Linked DNA regions of Hordeum vulgare: region 2 is linked to region 1. Evidence: chromatin contacts called from public Hi-C data. All regions are on one chromosome and are shown on one strand. Each heading gives the region's core, a stretch centred on a gene start, on an enhancer-like site or on the middle of the called end of the contact. The rest is flanking DNA. Distances are from core to core; before and after follow the strand shown.

What was found. Hi-C and Micro-C count contacts between places; a contact is called where the count stands out from the background.
Region 2: a contact with region 1 is called in a Hi-C map of seedling, with 4 times the contacts expected there. The contact joins the promoter of LOC123448273 here to the promoter of LOC123448272 in region 1. A contact is called at or near these places in 4 of 6 Hi-C or Micro-C datasets (leaf and seedling) and 1 of 1 datasets of contacts at active chromatin or transcription factors (embryo).

What each region holds. Positions count from the first base shown.
Region 1 is chr4H:159,843,180-159,850,942 of MorexV3_pseudomolecules_assembly, reverse strand. LOC123448272 (RHOMBOID-like protein 2) reads left to right here and starts at 3,317. Exons shown (of 6, transcript XM_045125122.1): 1 at 3,317-3,925; 2 at 5,468-5,631; 3 at 6,123-6,286; 4 at 6,413-6,672; 5 at 6,765-6,891; 6 at 7,099-7,565. The coding sequence starts at 3,624. The coding sequence ends at 7,221.
Region 2 is chr4H:160,220,930-160,228,692 of MorexV3_pseudomolecules_assembly, reverse strand. It overlaps LOC123448273 (scarecrow-like protein 34), which reads right to left and starts at 4,668. Exons shown (of 1, transcript XM_045125123.1): 1 at 1,241-4,668. The coding sequence starts at 4,071. The coding sequence ends at 1,690.

The DNA of each region.
Region 1 (7,763 bases), core at 2,068-4,567:
ACATCATTAAGAGAATGATGTGATGGACAAGACCCAATCCTAAGCATATCACAAGATCGTGTAGTTCGTCAGCTAAAGCTTTTCTAATGTCAAGTATCATTTTCTTAGACCATGAGATTGTGCAACTCCCGGACACCGTAGGAATTCTTTGGGTGTATCAAACGTCACAACGTAACTGGGTGATTATAAAGGTGCACTACAGGTATCTCCGAAAGTGTCTGTTGGGTTGGCACGAATCGAGACTGGGATTTGTCACTCCGTATGACGAAGAGGTATCTCTGGGCCCACTAGGTAATACATCATCCTATTGAGCTCAATGTGACTAAGGAGTTAGTCACGGGATCATGTGTTACGAAACGAGAAAATAGACTTGCTGGTAACGAGATTGAACAAGTTATGGGGATACCGACGATCGAATCTCGGGCAAGTTATATACCGATAGACAAAGGGAATTGCATACGGGGTTGATTGAATCCCCGACATCGTGGTTCATCCGATGAGATCATCGTGGAACATGTGGGAGCCAACATGGATATCCAGATCTCGCTATCGGTTATTGACCGAAGAGGTGTCTCGGTCATGTCTGCATGGTTCCCGAACCCATAGGGTCTACACACTTAAGGTTCGATGATGCTAGAGTTGTAATGAGAATAGTATGTGGTTACCGAAAGTTGTTTGGAGTTCCAGATGAGATCCCAAACATCACGAGGAGCTCCGGAACGGTCCGGAGGTAAAGATTCATATATAGGAAGTGCATATTTGATCACCGAAAATATTTCGAGGATCATCGGTATTGTACCGTGACCACCGGAAGGGTTCCGGGGGTCCACCGAGAGGGGCCACCAGCCCCGAAGGGCCACGTGGGCCAAAAGTGGAAGGGAACCAACCCCTAGATGGGCTAGTGCGCCACCCACCAAGGCCCAAGGCGCCTAGGGATGGGAACCCTAGGGCGTGGAGGTGGCCCCCCTCCAACTTGGGAGGCAAGCCACCTCCCACCTGGCCGCCGCCCCTCCCATCTAGGGTGACCGCCTCCCCTCCTAGGGTTTCCTCGGGTGGCCGGCCAGCCCTCCCCCTCCTCCTATATATACCCAAGGGTTTTGGGGCTGCAACACACAAGTTTTCCATCCACCTCGGCGCAGCCCTGCCCTCTCTCTTACTCCTCCTTCGCGGTGCTTGGCGAAGCCCTGCCGGAGAACCACATAGCTCTACCCCCACCACGCCGTCGTGCTGCCGGAGCTCTCCATCAACTTCCTTTCTCCCCTTGCCGGTTCAAGGTAGAGGAGATGTCACCGGGATGCACGTGTGTTGAGCGCAGAGGCGTCGTTGTTCGGCGCTTTGGATCCCATCTACCGCGATCTGAATCGCTGCGAGTACGACTCCATCACCCGCGTTCATAGTAACGCTTCCGCTTAGCGTTCTTCAAAGGTATGAAGATGCTCTACCTCTCTCGTTGTTGGTTTCTCTTAGATTGATCTTGGTGTTCCGTAGGATTTTTTTTGAATTTCTCCCTCGAGCTCCAACATTATTTGATTATAAAACTATGCTACTTTTTATATGTCTACTTGTCAAATAATGCAAAACATGTGCATATTTACTGAAAAGGGGCGGCCAGCCGGCCACATCCGCAAATATGGATCGCAGGTGTTGGACGCAGTGCCAACCCAAATGTTAAACAGAGCGAATGCAAAGCGCTCGGCTGGCCTAAACGGACGAGACCGTCGTCCGTTTGGGTCGGCGCGTTGGAGTTGCTCTTATGCGGCGATGCTTTTTTTTTTAAAACCGTGCGAGCCCCTTTTCATTACCGAACATAACGAAAATACAAAGTTACAAAGTTCGGACAAACAAAGGAAAACAAGAAAGGGGAGCAAGTTCAAAGCATTACTGGAAAACCCACAATAGACAATCGTCATCGAGCAGCCTATCGCCGGACGAAAACCCAGGAACATCATAAAACGCATCAGCTAGCCTAACAAAACCAAGAAAAGGAGGCAAGTCTAAATCATCCCAGGATACAATCAGACCCTCCAACGAGTCGACCAGTCACTCACGCAAGGGCCAAAACCATAGAGATCTAAGAGCATCTCCAACAGGCGCGCTATACAAGCGTCGCGCCGTAAAAAAGGCAGTTTTAGCACGCGCGCAACGCGACGGGCAGCTCCAGCGGGCGCGCAAAAACGGCGCGCGCGCCATTTCCAGTTCAGCGCGCTGGCCGAAACGCAATCCCGCGCCCCCTATTTGCTGCGCCGGCTCCCGCGCGCGCGACTCTCCCGCGCTCGCTCCTGCTCTCTCCCGCGCTCGCTCCTCCACTCTCGCGCCGCCCCCATCCGACCGCGCCGCCGTCGCCGCCCGCGCCCGCCGGCGACCACTCAAGCGCTTCCCCGGCCTGTCTCCGCTGCGGCCGCCGCCCGCTCCCCCCGGCGACCGTTCAGGCGCTTCCCCGGCCTCCCCGCGCCGCCGCGCTTCCACCCCACCCCCTCCTAGTCCGGCCGGCCCTCGCGCCTCCGGCGTCTGAGGAACAGCGCCGCGCTTTCTTGAAATAATTTTGTTTGTTTGATCGTTTTTCTCCTATTTTTTGAAATGTATATGTGGTTTGTGCGTGCTGCGCGCGCTGCATTTTTGGGCACTGCTGGAGCGGCGCGCGCGCTACATTATAGCGCGGCTGTTGGAGCCAGCGCCTATCCCCGCGCTAAACCAGCCGAAGCGCGCGCGGTAAATACATTTTTTGGGCGCGGCGCGAAGCGCGGCTGTTGGAGATGCTCTAAGGCATTACTAGCACCTTTCATCTTCAATTGTTACTCTTGGGGGCAGCACAGATCCGTACCATGCTAGACGCATTGCTCTTTAGAATCTTTGCTCCACGCTTCAATTGCTCTTCATCGTCACCCGATTAGCTTCATTCAACAAACCTGTTCAATAAGTAAGAAAACTACAAGTAGCGTAAACCACATTAAAAAGGGATTTCAGCTTCTTGTTCTTAAAAATAGCACGATTATGACAATTTCAGATCGCCCAACAAACTGCTGCCACTCCCAGCGGCGATGCTTATTGTGTTGGATTAGAGAAAGAAAACCGCTTTCCAGCCGTGCAGATGGTCCACTTTTACCCAAGTAAGTAAGGAGCTGCTTTCCGGTTGCAGCAGATGAGACGCTACAATGTTGGCTCCTTCAATCCATTTGGCAGCCGGAGTTGGCCAACCATCCCACCGTCCACAACGACTCTCCTTCAATCCGTTGCAGGAATTTCACTTATCCTTTTACTTTATTCATTTATCCATCCTTTTCTTCCTTGGCTACGCAACCCGACGCAGCTCAAGCAATCTCTCTCTCTCTCTCTCTCTCAAGTTACCAGTTCTCCCTGTGTGAGAGAGAGACCTTGACAGTTGTAGTCGCAAGCAAGGCAAACAGAGTCAAGGAAAGCAGACGAACACAACGCGGCTTCCCTACCCTTCCCCTCCCTTCGCTGCCGCCGAAAGGAAGCGTCCTCTTGTGCTGCCAGCACCAACACAAGCCAGCCCAGAACTCTCCCTGCCCCCGTCCCCCACCTCCTCACGCTTCGCCGCCTTCCCTCGCTTCCTCCGCCAGCCTCCTCCACACCTGGATCCCTCGTCCTCCTCCTACGCCACGATGAAGCCCGCCGGCGCCGGTCCCGACCCCGGCACTGGCGCCGTCGAGGTCCGCGTCGAGCGCCCGCAGCGCCCGCCCGTGCACCCGAACCCGGCACGCCTCAGGGCGCGCCCCTACTACCGCCGCTGGACGCCCTGGCTCGTCCCCGCCGCCTCAATCGCCTGCGTCGCCGTCTTCCTTGTCACCATGTTCGTTAACGACTGCCCCAACCGCAGCTCCGGCAACTGCTCCGCGGGGTTCCTCGGCCGATTCGCCTTCCAGCCGCTCAAGGAGAACCCGCTCCTCGGCCCATCCTCCACCACGTACGCAGGCTGCTGCCCTCCTCCGTCTCTTCTTCCTCCACCCTTTCTTTGCTTCCTCGCCTCGCTGTGCATTTCCTTGCTTAGAGGAAGACAGTGAGTCTAGCTGAACATTGACAAGACTTAATTTCCCCTTTCCCTTTGTTACTGACCAGTACAATTGCAAACAGCAGCACCAACTCGATTTACTCAAAGATGATGCTGTATTAGCATTGTTTTTCTTATCTTTCTCTCCTCATGCCTTAGTAATTCCTTATTTGGGTCGTATAGACAGTGGGGGATAACATCTCTCCTTTTTAGCGTCTCAAACATGACATTTTATTCCTTTAGACCTCGTGTGTTTACACTCAAGCTATTGAGATTGATCCTCAATTAGGTTGGTGCACAGGTTCATTCTCAGGTTGCTTACTTCTGCAATAGGGAGACCAGCAGCCACCTCCCCTGCATTCTATTTTGCAATTGGAATTGGAAGAACTAGTGATGCTTCCGTTTGAGACATACTGATTTTTTTTCTGGGTTTGTGGATGAGGGAATTTTGTGAGCTAGCAATCTACAAGTCTTTGAGAGGAAACTTGTATGAGGTACACAAACATTCAGAGTTTCAGACCATCTAAAAAATCGGTCTTGATCCCCTAGGTGTGAGCTCTGCAGGCTGATCTTCCAATGGATCTAATCAAGTTTACGATTCTGGTTTTTTTTTTCTTCATCAAATAAAACTAAAGCCTTCTTACTGAGTTGGTAATTAAGTTGGGGTTACAAAGGTATTCTGGAACTGATCATTAAGTCTCTTTCCATTAGGGGACAGGTGTTATACTTGTAAATTCTAGTTTCTCTAATGAATGGGCAGAGCTCCTGCCATCCATTTCAAAGAAGAAACTAACAGCTGAAATATTAAATGTAGACGTAAGCAATTTGCTTGCCAAGTCAGGTGTAGGACATCTTTAGACTTGGTATTGGCTTATGTAGCTTTGCTAACTTTAGTTGATTTAGGCTATACTCTGCTCATGATTGGTGTTGGTGATGACTTGAGAAGAAAAAAAATCAGATTATCTTGTCAACCGTCTAGGTGTTGAAGGTTCTGCACAATTTGACTTCAACAATTTTACCGCATATTTGGACTTTTATGGTGTTGTCCGCAATTCGACTTTTATGTTATTTTGGAAGTGCAAATTCAGTGAACAGCAGTAGTTGCGTGCTGTGTTTACAACTAATGTAGTGTCAAAAAGCTCTTATATTATGGGATGGAGGGAGTATATGTATTCGTCGGTGTTGAGTAGAAGTATAACTACTTTGCTCAGATATTTTCAGAAACTTCGTCCTTGCTCTGCTTTTTTTTTTTTTTTTGCGTGAACTGGGAACTTTTTTTGGTTAACTTCTGGTCATTTTACTGATGTTTACTAAGAGCTACAGTGAATTTAATCTTTCATAGTGTGTTGCGTCACTTCATTTGAAATGAAGGACATGGAAAGAAATGGCGGCAAACAAGATAAGATATTTCTTATGGATATTTGAATTTCAGGACTAAGAAAGCATTTTCCATTCCAGGCTGCTGAAGATGGGAGCTCTAGATGTATCTAAAGTTGTCCAAGGTCGCCAGGGATGGCGTCTGATTACATGTATCTGGCTCCATGCTGGGGTTGTCCATTTACTCATCAATGTGCTTTGCCTTCTATTTATTGGTATTCGACTTGAACAAGAATTTGGATTTGGTAAGTGAAAGCATTGCTTGCATTTTTCACATGAGCCTTCTTGATTTCAACAAGAAGGAATAGATAGAAGTTATATCCTGTCAATCGTTTTCCCATGGCCTTGGTTCTGTTAATAACTAACAAGCTTCTTCGGACAAATTTCTTGTAATGAAATATTGCTTCATGAAGCCAATTCTAGTAGTCTACAGACATTTCACAAGTAATATCATATGTTATGTATCTTCGATAGTGGAACCAAAAATATCAGAATTTTGTAACCACACAGAGAAGCTACTTAGACTGAACCAAGAGGCACCATACTGTAGCAACTCCTGAAACAGGAATACCTCAAATTACCCTATCTATATCGCTGATTAGTTTACCAAAGTCTCAAATAATATGCTTGAAAGTTCATCCAAGCTGTAGTTCAATTTACGAAATAGATACACGTACATTTTAAATGCTTGTATGCCTTACACTACTGAAGAATTTTGTCTATTCATGATGTACAGTGAGGATTGGCCTTGTTTATCTCATTTCTGGTTTTGGTGGAAGCTTGATGTCTGCTCTCTTCATCCGAGCAAGTATTTCCGTTGGTGCTTCTGGTGCTTTGTTTGGACTGATAGGGTCTATGCTTTCTGAACTCATCACAAATTGGTCACTCTATGCAAATAAGGTCTGTTTTCGTATATATCTTCTGTAATTTGTAATAATAGTAGATGTTTCAGCAGATTGATTCAGTTTTGTCCATCGAGAATTAGTTGTTCAATTAAATGGTGTGATAATTCCCCTTAATTTTTAGGTGGCAGCATTATTAACCCTGGTACTTGTGATCGTGGTGAACTTGGCCCTTGGGATACTCCCCAGAGTGGATAACTTTGCTCATATTGGGGGCCTTATATCTGGGTTCCTTCTTGGATTTGTTGTCTTTATTCGACCACAGTTTGCATGGATTAACCAGAGAAGAGTAACACCTGGACCGCAAACTGCTCCTGCCGAACGCAAGCACAAGACGTATCAATATATATTGTGGATAGTTGCTGCTATTCTGCTGATTATCGGGTGAGTCTACAGACTTTCCGCTTGAAGCCCTGATATATAACTTTCAGATGTTTTCCCCGTGATGATTGATACCTGTCATCTGAAATTTGTAGGTTCACAGTGGCTATCGTTATGCTTTTCCGGGGATATAATGCGAACGATCACTGTTCTTGGTGCCATTATCTCAGTTGTGTTCCTACTAAAAAATGGAAGTGCAACTCGTCACCGACAACATGCACGGTAAGATAATTGGAAGTTCCTCCCTCTGTATTTTTTAAAGTACTTCTGAACCAAATGTGCTTTTGGATCAATATGGACCAAACTCACTTTCTTTGGCTAGACGCTGTAGCCAGATATGTAAGAGATGTCCCAGTTGAGATTGAGCATGCATTCACGGGGGCGTCGCTACATGCTAATGCTATTTTTCGTAATTCCATCTCCTTGCAGGCAATCCTACAGGCAAATACCTTGAACTTGACCTGTGAAGGCAAAGGGATACACCGGAGCTACATTGTGGCTGAAGCTACACAAGATAAGATAGACCAGCTCTGCAACCAGCTTTGCAGTTAGGAGAACCGGATTCCCTGAGCTCTCCTAGCTTCTAACATGATTTTTATTCTTTGTGTACATGAAGAGAATACCGCATATTTTAGTAGAAGGTTACTTATGGAGGGAAGTATTCAGTGTGCCATATTTGGTTGCTTGTGATTAATCTTGAGAAGTGGTGAAGTGTTGCTCCGATTCCCGGATAGATAGAAACTGAGAGGGAAAGGCCAACAGGTTTATCATTCATGTGTTATAGGCCTTTGGCGGAAGCATAAACCTATGCTTGTACCCTGCCTCTTAGGAGTATTGTAACAAACTCTATCTTTTCAATATAATGAAACACAAAGGTCCTTTGCGCTTTCTCGAAACAAATTATAGCATTTCATGTGTTGAAAGGAACTTCAACGCATGGTTGCCGGGAGTATCCACACAATAAACCCAAGCTTAGAGCAATTTTAGCGGAGTCGCCGTATGGCATATGGAGCGCGCTCTATATGCTTTTAGATGCTGCTGGAGCCGCCATAATGTGGTATCCACCTGTTGTCATAGGTTGTTCCCGAATAATC
Region 2 (7,763 bases), core at 3,419-5,918, 380 kb before region 1:
ATTTATATTTAGGAACGAAGGAAGTAGAACCGGCGTGGATTATAGCCTTGTAACGAAGCTATCCATGCTTAGCCCGGCGTGTTTCCACCGCTACGCGCATGGGCTTAAAATAAGTGGCAACTCAAACCTGCAAAGCACATAAATAACCCACACAAAGCAATGTGCATCTATCGAACCTCTGACCATGGCCATAAGTTTAAGTTTAATTACCCGCAGACTGAGAGCTTGCTTTCGGAACTAGGAATTGACCAACGATCAACCAATAACCAACAATATAGGTAACGGATTTTTTTTAACCCATGGACTTCTCAGCTTCTCGTTTAACCCATAGACTTCTACTCAGCTGTCATTGTTGATAACTATATTTGTCTATCACTGCCACTTGGATAAAGTTGTATGATCACGGATTTCTTCAGAAGACATCATCTTCATCGGTGTCAACTTCATATGATGTAGTAGGAGCATCTTCTCACCCCTTTTAGCTGTAATAAAAAACATGTAAACGGTTGGAAATCATAATTCTAGCTGTAAACTAACCTATAGCTGGAAGAAAACTATCTAGAAAACAGTGTAACCTGAGAGGGACCTGCTGTTAGTTTTAAAGCAGAAGCTGAAGTGGCCCTTCTTCATAGAGATCATATCAGTTCTAGCTACATGGGCCGTTTGGAACACAAGGAAAAACTTCATCTTCGAAGGCATCCAACCATATATCCACCCTTATACAAACTGGAAATGGAGTGGCTTGCTTATTCACAGAGCTTAGAGGAAAACTAAGCTTTCTTCTGCTTCCTCTATGTACAGCTCGTTCTTCTTATTAAAATTAATAAAAATATGCAATAGAAAAACCCACAGCCTTCCTAAAAAAATTGAAATGCACGCATACAAATCAGACACACACAAAAAAAAAATTACACACATGGAACACTGAGTAACCAGTACAGCTTTATTGCTCAACCAACATATGTTTACTCTTCCCAGGCACAAGGAAAGCTTCTCCAACAATTTGATGATAGTACAAACAGAAAGTGAAGTCATAAGGCACACATCTTTAACAAATCAAAAACTTAGGAAACCAGGGTTCTCCGCTGCTGCCCCCCATCTTCTTAACATATTTTAGGTTTAAATACACAAACGGTGATGCTGCAGAAAATTATCTAGCACAAACAGAAACCTGTGGGAAAACATCTTCAATCATGCATGCACACAAATCACACGCAGAAAAGATGCATGGATCAAACAATGCGAGCAACCAATGCAACTTTTATTGCTCAATCAAGCATCTGTTTCACCTTCCACAAGGAAATTTGATGATACAACAGAAACTGAAGTTCATAAGACACAAAGCATAAAATCAACTGCTGTGATCTGTTAAATTGCTTGCCACCTGGAGTACAAGAGAGCATATAGCCATACACTAGGAAAGGAAGATCAGGGTTCTCATTTTGTTGTGCATTATCGCAGCTACGCAGCATGTCTGCAACTACACCTAAATCCTGTGCATCTCTAATCATCTAAACATTACAAGACACTACTCTGCGTCCCTACTTAGTGCTACCATAAAACTTTTGCCCCCTGTCCAAACCATCGTGTAATGAACCAAATCCGCCGGGGCGATATTTCTGTTGGTTGCGTGTGTTAAGCACAATTACCTTCTTCATCTGCACTCTGAAATGAAGTGAAGAAAAGCAGCTAAAATTTGGAGTAATCATGGTCAGCAGCTACCCATGTCGACATGGCGTAGAGTACCCGCCCCTTCCACCCCTGCAGCAACCAACGGTTATCCACGTCGATGAGAAAGTCTTTGTGGTAGAGGGTCTTAACCTTATCCCTCACAAGCTTAACAACAGCCGGGCTCAATGGAACCTGCCTCAGCCCAGCCCGGTGACCCCGCACCTGCCATTGCTTATAAGTTTCAGGCCGATCGACTCGATCTGCACCCTCGCAGGCAATGACATTCAGGGCACACGGACCGAAGATATCCCGCTCGATGAGCAGCCGGTCGTCATTGTCACGGGGGATGGTCGCATCCAGCATGTCGAATTGCGCCGAATAGGAGAAGAGTGCCTCCCGGAATCGTGTCACAAAGAAAGGCGCGCCATAGGTTCCATTGACAACGCAGTCAATGAACACATCAGGCCGCATCTTGCGGATGTTGCTAAGGACCATGTCTCTGGGGCTCGGGATGTCCTGCCTGTCCATGATAACACTTTCGTCCATCAGGTTGCTGAAACCAGACTGGCTGGTGACGATGAGCACCTCATCTGGGTCGATATTTAGGTCCTCCGCATGGACTGTCTCAAACTTTGCAGGTATACCGTGGTACTTGAATGGCACGCCAAACTCTCGGGCACATTTGCTGAGCCGACGGCCTGTCTCCTCAATCTGGAAGGCTGGGCGGAAGCCAGGCTGAGGGAGGTCAATGCCAGTGATCCTCACGTCCGGCGGACCGCCTTCCCTTTCTGCTAGCATCTGTAGCAAACCTGGCCACTGGAATCCATATTGCACATTGTAATCCACGATGTGCAAGCGGCTCTTCCCCACCATGGCATCCATGATGATCTTGCCAACAAAAATAAAGTTCACCTTCCTGAAACTGCTGGCTGCCATGTACAGCTTGTATGCCCTGAGAAACTCCCCGACCGAGGTGCTCTTGGCCATGAGCGACTGGTACACATGGCTGCCCGTGCCTGCGAGGCGCGCTTCCAGTCCCTCGGCGAAACAATACGCCAACCTCTGGGTGGCATCCCCCTTTGCCGACGAGTGCTGCTTAATCTGCTTGAGTAGCTCATTCGATCCCCGGCGGTCGCCCGTGGCCACCGCCTGCGCACAGTGGATGAGCATGGTGCGCAGGTCGACGACCTCGCTTGCACCCCGCCTCCCCCGCGCTGCCTTGCTGGCGCCCTTCCTGTGGTTCTTCTCGGCCTCGGTGTCCATTGCTATGTGCAGATCCTCTATCCCCTTCATGATGATCTCGTGGCCGTGAAGCATTATTTCCTCCACCATCTCGCCTACCCCTGTATCCTCCTGTTCCGGCATCATCAGCTTGCTTCTCCTGCCAACCTCCGCCTCCAAGTCTTCCGCCCCATGCCTGTTCTTGCGCCCCCGGCCATTACTGAACATCGACATTCTGAGTCTATCCACCTCCTCCTTCTTCAATTGGTCACCGGTCAAGTCGCGCAGTACCGGCTTGTTGGAAATGGCGTCGAGGGTGTTGGTGGTGGGCAAGAACTTGTTGGCCTCCTCCATGCCCTTGCGAAACGCCATGTTGAGCATGTCCACGTCACCGTCGGTCTGGCCATTGAAGAAGGCCGAGGCCGGGGTGCATGGGCCACCTCGGCAAGAGCCGCCATTGTTCGATAAGGTCTTGGCGTCCTTGGCCGCGCTACTATTCGACAAAGCCGCAAAGCTCTGCATGCCCGTGCTGCGGCCGTTCTGGCCGGCGGGGGCCAAGAAATAGTCGTTGTTGCCCTTGGAGAGCGCCGGGGTATGCCCGAAATATCCCGCGGTAGGCGTGCCGACGCCGGAAAAGAAGAGGTTGTTGGCATTGTATGGCGGGGAGTGGAGGGGCTGGGACAGATAGATTCGGTCGTAAGGCCAGGTGGGATTGGCGGGGGCGAGGCCGCCGGGTGAGGAGGAACAGGAGGTGGAGTGGGCGGTGTTGGTGGTGGAGTGGAAGGAGCAGGTCGATTTGCCGGTGTTTGTGGCTGAGTCGGAGCAGGAGGAGGCCGATCTGCCGGTGGCAGAGTCGGAGGAGAAGGTGGAGCTGGCGACGGTGGTGTTGGCGGAGTCGTCGGTGGATGGGGCGGTGTTGGAGCCGGAGATGACCTGGGCCAGCCGGTGCTGCGCGGAGAGGATGGCGGGGTGGTCGGGATACTGGTAGAAGAATTTGTCGTCCATGTCCTCCTCCATGAGCATGCGTGAGATGAAGTCGAGGTCGAGGTCGTCGGAGGCAGGGGCGGCGCGTGGGGGAGACGGCGTTGGCGGCAGGTCGAGGAAGAGCGACGGGGAGAAGGGCTCCGCGTCGGCGAGGAAGTCCCCCGCCCGCAGGAACTCGTCCGGCGTGGCGGCCATGGCCTAGGCCCAGGTGGTTGCCGTGTATGACGGCTTAGCTAGCAATAGCAACAGTGACTAGTGGTGTTTTGTGGAGGGGGTCATGGATGGGAGATGAGCTGGGCTACAAAAATGGTCTGAGCTTGGGGTCCAACCAAGCAAGCACCGCCGGGACGAGGAGAGCTCCGGCGCGCGGCGGAAGGCCCGGGAAGGTTCCGCGGGAAGGAGGCTGAGATGCAGATGCAGATGCGGCTGCGGCTGCGGCGCGCGGCGACGACAGGAGGAAGGAAAGGGCCGAGGAGGACGCTCGCTGGTAGAAAGTCGTAGTGGCCCCGGTAGTGTTGGCGTCAAAGCCGCACGGGCACGTCGTTTGCTTTCCTTTGGGCCGTTGGATCATCGACGAGCCCGCAAGGCTCAACTGGTCAACATCCATCAGATCAGGGGAACGCACACTGTGCAATTATGTGGGATCCTACACCCATTGTTGTCAACTGGGTATCTGTCGTTGCGCCATGTTAGCGACGGAGACATCGAGCAGAGGGGACATGGTCGGAACGAGTACCATCAATAACAGCAACTCCAACCGACTGACTCAAACGGATGGTTATTTTATCCGTTATTTATTTGTTTGGATCGATCCAGCGAACGTCAACGTCCGCTTCGGCATTTGATCGGTGCATGCGCCCAACGCTAATTCGATTCATTTTTATGAATATGTAAAATAATATAAAGCAGTTTTGAAAATAATAAATAAACATAATTAAACATTAAAAGTTGGCAAGAGTCCACGCGTCCCCATTACATTAATTAAAAGTCGGGCAAAAGTCCAGGGAAACGCTGTGTTCCAGAGCGCAGCTGCCTCCACGTGTGTCGTCTGTCCCGCCAACGCGGGTTGTGCTGGTGGCGGTGGCAGCGCAACACGGGGGCGCTCCTCCTCCTCCATCTCCCGTCGTTCCTCCTCCGCCTCCTTCTCCAGCTCCATCTGCCGACGACCTTCGGCGCGCTCCGTCCGCAGGTGCTCCGACTTCTAGTGCAGGAGGTAGGCTTCCTCCTGCTCCGATATCGCACCCAGCCAGATGGGCGTCGCACTGACCCACTTGCTGATGCAGCCAGTCTACTGGTAGACCTCCCGCGGCTCCGTGGGCTCGGTCTTCGGTGAAGGTGGCACGACGCAGTTGCTGGCGGCCGACAACGCGATGGCCTCCACGAGTCGCTGTTGGTACGCCGCCTTCTCTTCGTCGGCCTTGCGCCGCTCTTCCTCCTCGCTCTCGCGGAGAACAGCTGCCAGCGCCGCCTGGTAGGCGGCCTTAGCCTCCTGGTCCTCCTCGCTGACAACGGGCGGGGGCGGCGGAGGGCCTCATGGCTGCACATCGCGCACGCCACATTAGCACTACTCCTCGTGCTCGACCGCGAATCAGAGCTCCTAGTGGGGGGAGTCGGCCGCCTAGGCAGGGTTGAGTCGCTGCTCCGGCGTCAGCAGACGCCGACGGCAACTCACCTCCTCCGCATGCAACCACGCCAACCGCGGCACGGCCGGCACCGGGATCCTCTCCGGATCCAGATGCCAGTGATGCGGGAGGGTGGCATTGGGGTAAGGCCAGTGGCACGCGGTGCTCCCAGTGCTATCGTGCTTGGTGCACCGGGACGCTGACACACTCGTGAGGCCGGAGGGAAGACGCCGGCGGGGAGATGGCGCGGGGGTAGAGGGGGCCTTGCCCTTGTTTTGGAAGGAGACGACCATGGCACATGGCTAGGGTTTAGTCGCTGACGGGGTGGCGAGATGGGGACGTGTGTGTTCTCGAAGCAGATGAGGCAGAACCCACCGTGGGGGGGCGGATTAAAAAAGGTCGACCGAGGCCGCTGACGTGTGGGACCGAGGAGGACGGCCGTCATAAATTATGTTGACCGTGGGTGGTTGGGGCGGACACCGAGACGGCGCACGCGCATCCGCTTCGCGTCCGCGCCGATGCATTTCAGTCCCAAATTTGGGCCGGAAATGGGTCGAAGCAGACGCGTTTTGACAATGGGTCGACGCGTTGGGCCGTCCGTTTTGTCCGTGCGGCCCCAAACGGACGGCGGCAAACAAAATGAATCGCCCCACTGGAGTTTGTCTAAAAGCGTATACCAGGGGTCTTAAACCATCTCAAAAGACGGCTGGATTGATGGAAAATGTGATTCAATCGAACGTCTTCAAACGTTGGGACTCACACACACCTTTCATCGAGATACTTGAAAATACTCCTACTTTGCAATAAATACAATCAACGAGAGCGTATACCTGCGCCTCAAACCGTCTCAAAAGGCGGGCAGACTGATAATTTTTTTGCGGGCGTCTTCAAATGCTCAGACTAACACACACCTTTCATATCCGGTTTAAACGTAGGGTGGATATGAATCGTCCACGACGCGTTCGAGGCGTACGTCATGTGTGTCCCGTCCACCTCTGCCCACATCGATCCTACAAAACCCCATCCAAAACCAAACCCTAGCCTTACTTCTGCTTTGCTCCCCTTTGCTCCAATCGGCCAACTCACGAGCGTCGACGACCATGTCTAGTACCGACAACCACTGTGAGGCCTCTGACGATGACAATTGGGACGTCTTCCTTCGTGATGGTGTCGGAGACGAGGACGAGTTGGCCCTCCACATCACGTGGGAGGGCTCGCAGGTGGACACAGGTGACAACTTCGGTTCAGGTGTGATGCCGCTAGTCGCCGGCGAAGGCAACGCCGACGCTGGCACCGACCATTGTTGCCCCGTGCGTGAATCTATGAGGTCAGCTCAATCGGCGATGCCACGTTCGTCGGTCTCCTCCACCTTCAGTTGCTGCTCCACGCGGATAGTGGTGGGTTCTAGTGCCCGCCCCACCGGCGACCCAAATGTGCACTCTAGAATTGGAGGCACGCGTCGACCTCCGCGAGAGGTAGAGGGCAAGGAAGATCGGGGGCACATCGGACGCGACTCCGTAGTTCTCCTGCCATTGCTATGTGATGCCGACGGTTCCCAACAAGCATTGATCTTCTCCTCTAGTGGGTGTAGCGCTGGTCACTTACGATGGTGGGGATGGAAACCCGACGGCTCCGAAGGATCAATGCCAAGACGATGTGTCTCGACATTGAGCAGTTCGAGCAAGAGGTGGCGGTGGCAACAGTGGAGGCGGCGAGGATGGCGAGGATGAAGTGGAAGGAGGACCACGTCGTCCGGCACTTGAAGGGATACATTGTCATCTCCTCTTCCTATTCCTCCTCCCACGATGACAACGACGGCTCCGACAATGACCTACCACATGCCGCGGACGCCTACACTAGTGCCGGTGACTAGAAGGGCAAAGGACCAACGAGGAAGTGGTGAAGCTCGACCATCTCTCCGTCTATATAATCTAGCTCCTACTCCCTCCATTCCATAATGTAGTGCGTCGATGCTTTTGAATATTTAAGTTTCATGATAAATTTAATCAATGTGGGCAAATGCGATGGGAGAAAAAATTATACCACTCGAAACCTCTTTCCAATATGAATTTAGGCCTTGTTTGGATTATCGTTTTTGTCTCGAACACTTTTGTAAAAAATACAGGTCTCGGCTCGTTGTATTATTTCCAGCTGGAAATCTCTTCATGACCGGTAAGATACACGTGTAAAATAAATACATCCGTATTAGAATACACTGCATACAAGCGCGACTTTAATGGTATAATCTTTTGCTCCCCTCGCAAT